2 separate regions of the Cyprinus carpio genome follow, and region 1 is linked to region 2. Evidence: chromatin contacts called from public Hi-C data. All regions are on one chromosome and are shown on one strand. Each heading gives the region's core, a stretch centred on a gene start, on an enhancer-like site or on the middle of the called end of the contact. The rest is flanking DNA. Distances are from core to core; before and after follow the strand shown.

Evidence for each region. Hi-C and Micro-C count contacts between places; a contact is called where the count stands out from the background.
Region 1: a Hi-C map of skeletal muscle shows a contact between it and region 2, with 2.2 times the contacts expected there. The contact joins two enhancer-like sites. A contact is called at or near these places in 5 of 8 Hi-C or Micro-C datasets (liver, red blood cells and skeletal muscle).

The regions. Positions count from the first base shown.
Region 1 is chrB3:17,065,436-17,069,365 of ASM1834038v1, forward strand. All of the region lies in intron 3 of LOC109061217 (trinucleotide repeat-containing gene 6C protein-like), which reads left to right. Among protein-coding and RNA genes, the nearest start is that of LOC109084190, 35 kb to the right of the region's middle. Within about 2 kb of position 1,621, at least 1 of the 8 cell types and tissues checked has an H3K27ac peak or open chromatin away from gene starts, as enhancers often do.
Region 2 is chrB3:17,030,288-17,034,093 of ASM1834038v1, forward strand. The region is part of intron 1 of LOC109061217 (trinucleotide repeat-containing gene 6C protein-like); the gene reads left to right. Among protein-coding and RNA genes, the nearest start is that of LOC109061217, 8.0 kb to the left of the region's middle. Within about 2 kb of position 1,729, at least 1 of the 8 cell types and tissues checked has an H3K27ac peak or open chromatin away from gene starts, as enhancers often do.

The sequences.
Region 1 (3,930 bases), core at 371-2,870, 35 kb after region 2:
GTCTCGTAACTCACTCACAGTCTGAAAACAGGGCCAGAAAGTGTTTTTAATCAAAATAAACCCACTCAGTGTTTTCTGGCCTCCGTTTGAAGTCACGGTTCATCTTGGAAAGCCTGTCATTATGCTGTAGCAGCATGTGCGGAGTGCGTGTCTGTAGTAGGAGGCGCAGTCAGCGTGCTGTAATTACATTTAAGGTGTCTCCTCTGTACTTAGACTGGGCTTAGGTCTTGTAATTTCAGCCTACCATGACATGTTACACCATTCTCGAACCTTTAATGCTTTCATCTCTCCTGTGTAGTCGCAGAACTGAACGTTTAATGCAGGATTTAATTTCCCATCAGTCAGTAAATGAAGATGTCTTTGTGAAAGTGAGAAAGATCTGTGGCACACCGTGAGATGGAAAATACTCCCTCGGGCTGATGTATAATGCTTTTTTTCTTTTTCTATTTGTAATGAAGTGCTTCTTAATTCACTGGGAATGCAGTGTGTGTTTGAGCTGTTTCGCAAACAGACAAGTTTAATATCTAATGCGGCCTCCATAAAAAGCTGATGTTTGCTTTTTTCCTGTCGGTCTTTTCTTCCTGCTCTAGAACAGTGCCTGGGTTTTTGTTGAGACAGCATCCCATTTTTTTTGGTATGATTTATCTAAGTGCCTGTTTGTTTGATAAAACAATGTTAGTGGATGAGCTTTTGCATGTCGGATCAAGTTGCATTGGCTCACTGCTGCGGTTGTATACTGTAGAAGAATGGTGATTAAAAGAATTTTCCAGGATCAATAAGTTAATGTATATCGACAGCATTAATGGAATAATGTCCATTACCACAGACAATCATTTCTTTTCTCTCTTTTTTTTTTTGGTAGCAGTAAGGCACTTACAGTGAAAGTACATGGGGTCATGCACTTGCACAATAAGGGGTGTCAAAGCAGAAATGTGGAACACATGAATTATGCAGTCATAAAAATAAATGTATTTTTTAGTTGAAAATTGTCTAATCATTGCTCTTGTAGGGCTGGTGAATTAGTTATTCATCACTGCAATTCATGTAAAAAGTTGTCGAGTATACTTATCATGTGAAAGATGTTTTGCTGTTTACTGTGTAGATGTGTGCTTGCATTGTAAGTTAACCGCTATGGCTGTTTTTGCAAAAACCTAAAAATGTAAAAACATTAACATTAAAAAATAATATAAACATAAAAAGTATTATTATTTTTAAACACAAAAAGTATTATTATTTATTTGTAGTATATTATTATTATTGTTGCTATTATTATTCATTTATTTGTAGTATATACATTTTCTTATTATTATTAAATTAGATTTTGTGGTAATCAGCATTATGCCACAAATATTGTTTGCTAGAGCTTACCTTGAACCCTTGAAACCCTCTGGCGAGTAGTTTTAATGCGTTTACACGTGAGAGTGTATATCAGAGCAACAAAGCTTTAAAATAAGCCTTAGTAAACTGGTTAGCAATTAAAGCGTTTCAGTTCACGTGGATCTCATAACCGCATAATTGGTTGAGGATTTGCGTTGTGTATCTGTGTCCAGTGCTCAGAGAGCTGGATTTAGATGCATAGGCACACATACACACTCTTTTTTTTTTTTTTTTTTTTTTTCTCGTCTCCCATTCGAGAGCTGATTGCATCTCCCTCCCCTTCCACTCTCAAACCTCCCCTAGCCAGTGCTCTGTTGTGATTGGACGGCGCTGACAGTTTCCACAGAAGCTTCTAGAATAGCTTTCATCAAAAGGCCCTGACTGCATTCATTTTTCACGGCTCCGGGGCAAAAGTGTGAAAGACAGAATATGCAGGTACTTCCAGCATAATCAAGAGAAATTAGCCAAGTCCATACGCTTCCTGTAACACGTTCATAATTGGCTATTACAATGTGCTGACTGATGCGAGGAAAGCGGAGGAGGACGGGGAAACTGTAGTGATTGGTCGGCCCAGCTCGTGGCAGGCAGGCTGAGCTGGACTTAATCAGGGATTGGTGTCACTGATTCCAGCTTAGCACTGCGACTGCGCCACTGGATATTGTCTGTGCAGCAAACATGGCATGAAAGAGAGCAAGGGGCCGCGACTGGGGGAGGGATGTGCGGGCGAGGGAGAGAGAAAGGGAGAAATTGAAAGGACATGTTAACGCTAGTTGGGCATTCATGTTTTCATGTAGCATTAAGGCTGCATCACATTGGGCATCTCCTATATATAATCTATAGTGTATATGAGCCTCTTTTTCAGCCAATAGGAATGAAGTAGTACATTCCGGAAGGTGCAGAGTGATTAAAAAGATGTCTGGGTCAACAATCACACTTACTAGCAAGCTAAATATAACTTTAAACATATGACGTTAGGTGTTGGCAGCCAAAAGCTTAAACTGGTTGTATTTGTTGCATTCCCATAGTTACTGCTTTTTTCTTTTTAAAGTAACTTGAATTCTTGTTAGCAGATCCTCAACCCAAGCACATGCACTACACTTCACCAAAGTGGTAATCTCCCCTTTTCTCATCTTGCTAAAACTGCATAAAATAACACTATTTCAAAATTTACTCTCCCTATCCAGTCCCATGCAAAGCATGATTGTGGAACTCCTGTTCCCGGTTCTTACAATGCTACATTAACACAACTAAAATTCATATATTGTTATCCCAAATTCATGTTGGGACAACAATAGGGAAAAAGTAAATTGGTTGAACATGATAAAAAATAAAAGAGAAAAACTTGGCGACACTGTAGCGTGTTAACTTCATGCTTCCTGTGAAGACTGCTTAGATGTGTTCGACTTTAAGCAGAGCATATTAGACTGATTGGTGTGTGTCATCAGAGAACTGTGACTGTGAGAACTATAAGAGAGCGGACGTCTCCCTATGCTTTCTCTCACCGTACTTTGATGTCATACACCAATTGATCTTCAAGTCCAGTCAAACACATCTCTTTACTCTCGTGAGTCACATGACCGAGCGTAATCGCAGCCTTTGCGATTGAAAAATCTACTTTTTTCATATCGCGATATTATCGCAAATGCAATTAATCGTTCAGCCCTAATGTCGTCAGTTTTTTTTAATATAACTGAATTTGTATTTAACATGATCAGAATTGAATAAAAACATTGTAAGTTACTGATATTAATGCTTACATTTCCTTAGTTATTTCAAGAGCAGCTACAGAAAATGAGCATAGAACTTTTACATTATCAAAGAACTTAAGACTAGCGCGAGTTTATGCACTTTAAAAACACTCCCGTTCTAATCAGTGAAGCTAGTTACACTGCATGGTCAATAAATCTCTTTGCATAACACTGTAAAAACACGCAAAAAGAAATATAATGGAGCAAATAAGCCCTAATATTAATTCGATAATAATACTAGCATAAGAATAACTGTAATAATAATCATCGTCTTGATATCGTTAGAGGCGTCAGACACAGGCGATATCTCTGACTATCATTTATCGGCACAACCCTAGTTTGTATATACCATCATTTGATTTATGTCATTCACAAAGCTTTATTAGATGAGTAGTTCATTCCCTCATAAAGTCATTAAGTACACAGTCTTGTACCTGTGTCTGTTTTTCTTATTTTTATATACTTACACTTTCACATACTTCAAAGCAAAGATTGTAATGTTGTAATTAATCTTGAAGTGGGTTGGTTTGATTCATGGCTTAGACATTTTTAAAAGCAGGGTGAGCGGTCACCAATGTGTTTTATTACAAACCAGCAATTTTTATTAACCAGTTGCAGAGCTGTTTTTTGAAGTTTCGTGGTCTGTTCGATGAGGGCCTCCTGTGAATAATTTCAGTGCATCAGTGTAGACCTATCTTTGTATGAATTTTTTTATGTATATTTCACCCTCTGTCACTCTGCCTGAAAATTCTGAAGCTACTAAAATCAATAAAAGCCTAGAAACCCAAGTGTTTTTTTTTCTCCT
Region 2 (3,806 bases), core at 479-2,978:
GTAATCATAACATTCATCTGTGTTCAGTATTTGTGGCTTATTCTGACCAAGAAACACCCACTTAGACAGGAAGAGACCCTCTGACCGACATGTAAAGTGAGCCACAGTTTGTGGTGTTTAGGGGCGGGTAATTCTGAAATGGATGGATACCACAATAATAGCTCAGCTCAGATAAATCTTATTCAGAATAAGCCATGATAACAGTCTCCCTGAACTGTTGAAATGTGTTTAGACTTGGCAATGAGCTCAGCTCCTGCTCAATTAAAGTGCATTAAGCACAAAATTATTTGTTCCAATTTAGCAGACTTTAGCTACAGTTGCAGGGGATTTTTATTTAGTACATAAATATAAAAAAAAAAATGCTTGCACAGAAGCTTGATTGCACTGTAAGTCGCTTTGGATAAAAGCGTCTGCTAAATGCATAAATGTAAATGTACATGTATTTGTAGTATAGCGTGAAATAAATATATTTTAATATATTTATTTTTCACTAGAAAATGTATTTTTGATGAATGAAAGTTTTGTGTGCATTATGCATCAGATGGTCAGTGAATGTATTGTGGGTGGTCAGTGGGCACGTCTGAGGCTGAGACTATTATTGAGAGATAGTTCACACATTTTGTTTAGGTATTTTGTAGAAAGTCGGGGTCCAAACAACATTGGACCCCATTGACTTTCATTGAATATTAAAAAAATAAATAAAAATAAACAGTCTTCCAAAAATCTTGTGATGCACTGAAGAAAGAAAGTCATACAGGTTTGGAAGGACATGAGGGTGAGTATTTTTGGGTGAGCTGTAATGTTTCAGCATCAAGCTCAAGCTCTCTGGAGACTGAAAGAATGAAGGATGAAAAGCCCTGGCCGATTACAGGGCTTGTTCTAATCTCACTAAATTTGACTTGACAATTTTTTCCCCCTTAAAATGCACTTGACACCCCCCACCCCCCCCCCCCACCTGATGCATCACTAATAACCTCAGAACTGATCACTCTCAATTTAGCCTCCATTAAATGAGTTGCCTCTTATGCTAAGTCCATTAGCGTGCTGAACTGTTGGAAGTTTTGCATTTTATTGAGACAAATGTGCAATCACTGAAAGACCTACGTGATTTGAGTGTAATGACAGGGGTCTTTATGGCAGGCATTTGAGTGATCTATTAGGGCAATAAATTGTCAGCAGAGCTTGTGAATGTGCTTTCACTAGTGACTTTGCAGGAAGATGAAAGTCACCGGACTGCTATGAACGGCGAGTCAGTCCAGTGAAAAGCTATTTTTAGCGTCTGTTTGTCCACCAGGAGCTGAACATATGAAAAATCACCTTTCGCTGTTTTTCATTGGCATGCAGGCTGGTAGGAAGTTTTCTTCTCCTGAATTAAAAAGGTGCCGGCACATGGTCTGGAATTCATAAAACAGGATTTCACGCCACATTTTCACCGCTGTTTATTTGCCTGCGGAAATAAAATCAGACTCTAAATGTTCTTTCACCCCGTCTTTTGTCTGTTATTTGTTGAGTGTGGCTGGGTGACTAAAGGAGATTTTCGTGCTATCCAGAGGTTTACTGGCATGTCAGGTCTGGTCTTCTCAAATGGCTCAGAAGTTATGAGTTTCTAATGCGTGATTGTGTCAGATGGAGGGGCTGAAGATTTCCTCCTCTATAGGCTGCTGTTGCCAGCCAGTGGGTTTCCGAGGGCTCTCGGCTCTCTTGTTTGTCTTGCAGCGTTGACATTTTTTGGCTCTGTGCCCGGAGAGCGTCTAGCATCCCCCCACCGTCCCCTACCATCGCATCTCCACCGTCTCTTCAACTCGCTCATCCCCCTCTCTTCTTCCTCCACCTACCGCTATTTCCTACAGTACGTCACACTGACTGTGACTTGGACCGCAACACTTATAAATACATATTGGGCCAACAATGAAGACAGTTAATTTGTGGGATGTGTACTTAACGCATTTATTATTCCCCTGGTCATCAACGGTTATTCACACACGGGTAAAGCAAAGGTCAGTATAGACTGAGACATGATAATTATGTGCTGATAAAGAGATTAATTATATATATATATATATATATATATATATATATATATATATATATATATATATAAATCTACATTAAAATGGCCAGTAATAAATTTTATACCATTGTGTTTGAATAAACCTTTAAAAAACTGTCACCTAATTTGATCACTATAAATGGTGCAAGTGAATTTATGCATCACAAAATCAGTATGAAAATCATATTTCTTTTTCCGTTTTTATAGTGTTGCGCATTATAACCAATCACACACGATTCCGTTGAGTTTATGAATGCAATGGCCAATCAGAGGCGTTCAGGTGAGTCATCGCTAAGACAGCAGAGTTCTGTCGTTCAGTTCGCGCTCGCTGACTGAATTCTGACTCGCGAATTCTCTCATCATAAACAACAAATTGCAGGTGTAAATGAGATGTAAGTATAAGAGATTTATTGATCATGCAGTATAACTAGCTTCACTGATTATAACGGGGGTGTTTTTAAAGCGCACAAACTCATGCTAGACTGAAGTCAGTTGTGATGTTCTTTGATAATGTAAATGTTCTTTGCTCGTTTTTTTTGTAGCTGCTTTCGAATAACTGAGGAAATGTAAGCATTATAATTAGTAACTTACAATGTTTCTATAAAATTGTTATTATGTTAAATACAAATTCTGTCATATTAAAAACATTAGGCTTCTTTTAGCCTTAAGCTGGATTTGGTTCACTTTCTGGCAATGAAACTAAGTAAATAAATAATTAAATTTGCATGTTTAATTTGTTTCAGTGATCTTACAGGCTGACGATAGGACGAAATGAAAGTTGAGCATATCGCCCAACAATAGTACAGTATGAAAAATGTATATTCATTTTAAGATTTAACAGTGTTTTATGGAGTAGTTATTATTTTAATTATTTTATTTTTAAGTAACATTGAATATCCAGTATCCAATAAAGATTTTTAATAATGTTAAACACTATCATTCATAATGTTAACACTACTGTTCAGATTTTTGGGCTCATTTAGATTGCTACTTTTATTTAGCAAAGTATTTGCATTAGATATCATAAGTGAAGGTAAAAACATTTACTGTTACAAAAAAAACCCTTTTATATAAATGTTATTTTTTTAAAACTTTGTTCATCAAGGTATCCTAATCAATGCAAATCACCGCACTCTCACAGCAAATTATATTTCTTCAAACATTACAAAGGTTTGTCTGCACTCATTAAGTCTTTTATTAATATCAAAGCAGGAGATAAAATTGACAAACATTTTATCTGCTTTCGTTAGTGTTGGTTATCTGCTTTCGTTAGTGTCATCAAGGAATCCTGAAAAAAGTATTAGCACACAAATATTAAGCAGCACAACAGTTTTAAACTTTGATGATAATAATAATAGGAAATGTTTCTTGAGCACTAAATCAGTACATTAGAATGATTTCTTAAGTTTCGTGACACTGAAGACTTAAAACAATAATATTAATAATATTACTATTTTTACTGAATTCTGATCAAATAAATGCAGCATTTGTGAGTGTATGAGAAAACGCTTTAATGTCCCTGAATGTTTGAGCGGTAGTTTATCAGCCTGAGCAACAGTATTGCAACAACATATTGGGATTATCTGGGAAGAAGAGGTGGTCTCTGTGCGTAGGTTTCCATCGGTCTTGCCTTGGTGCATCTGGTTCATGTCACATTTGTTTATCTCTGATTCATCCACTCAGAGTTTACTGAAAACAGGTGGCATATAATGAACAAAGTTCAAAGTCAAGTGTTTTTATTCCTAAAAGTAGTGTT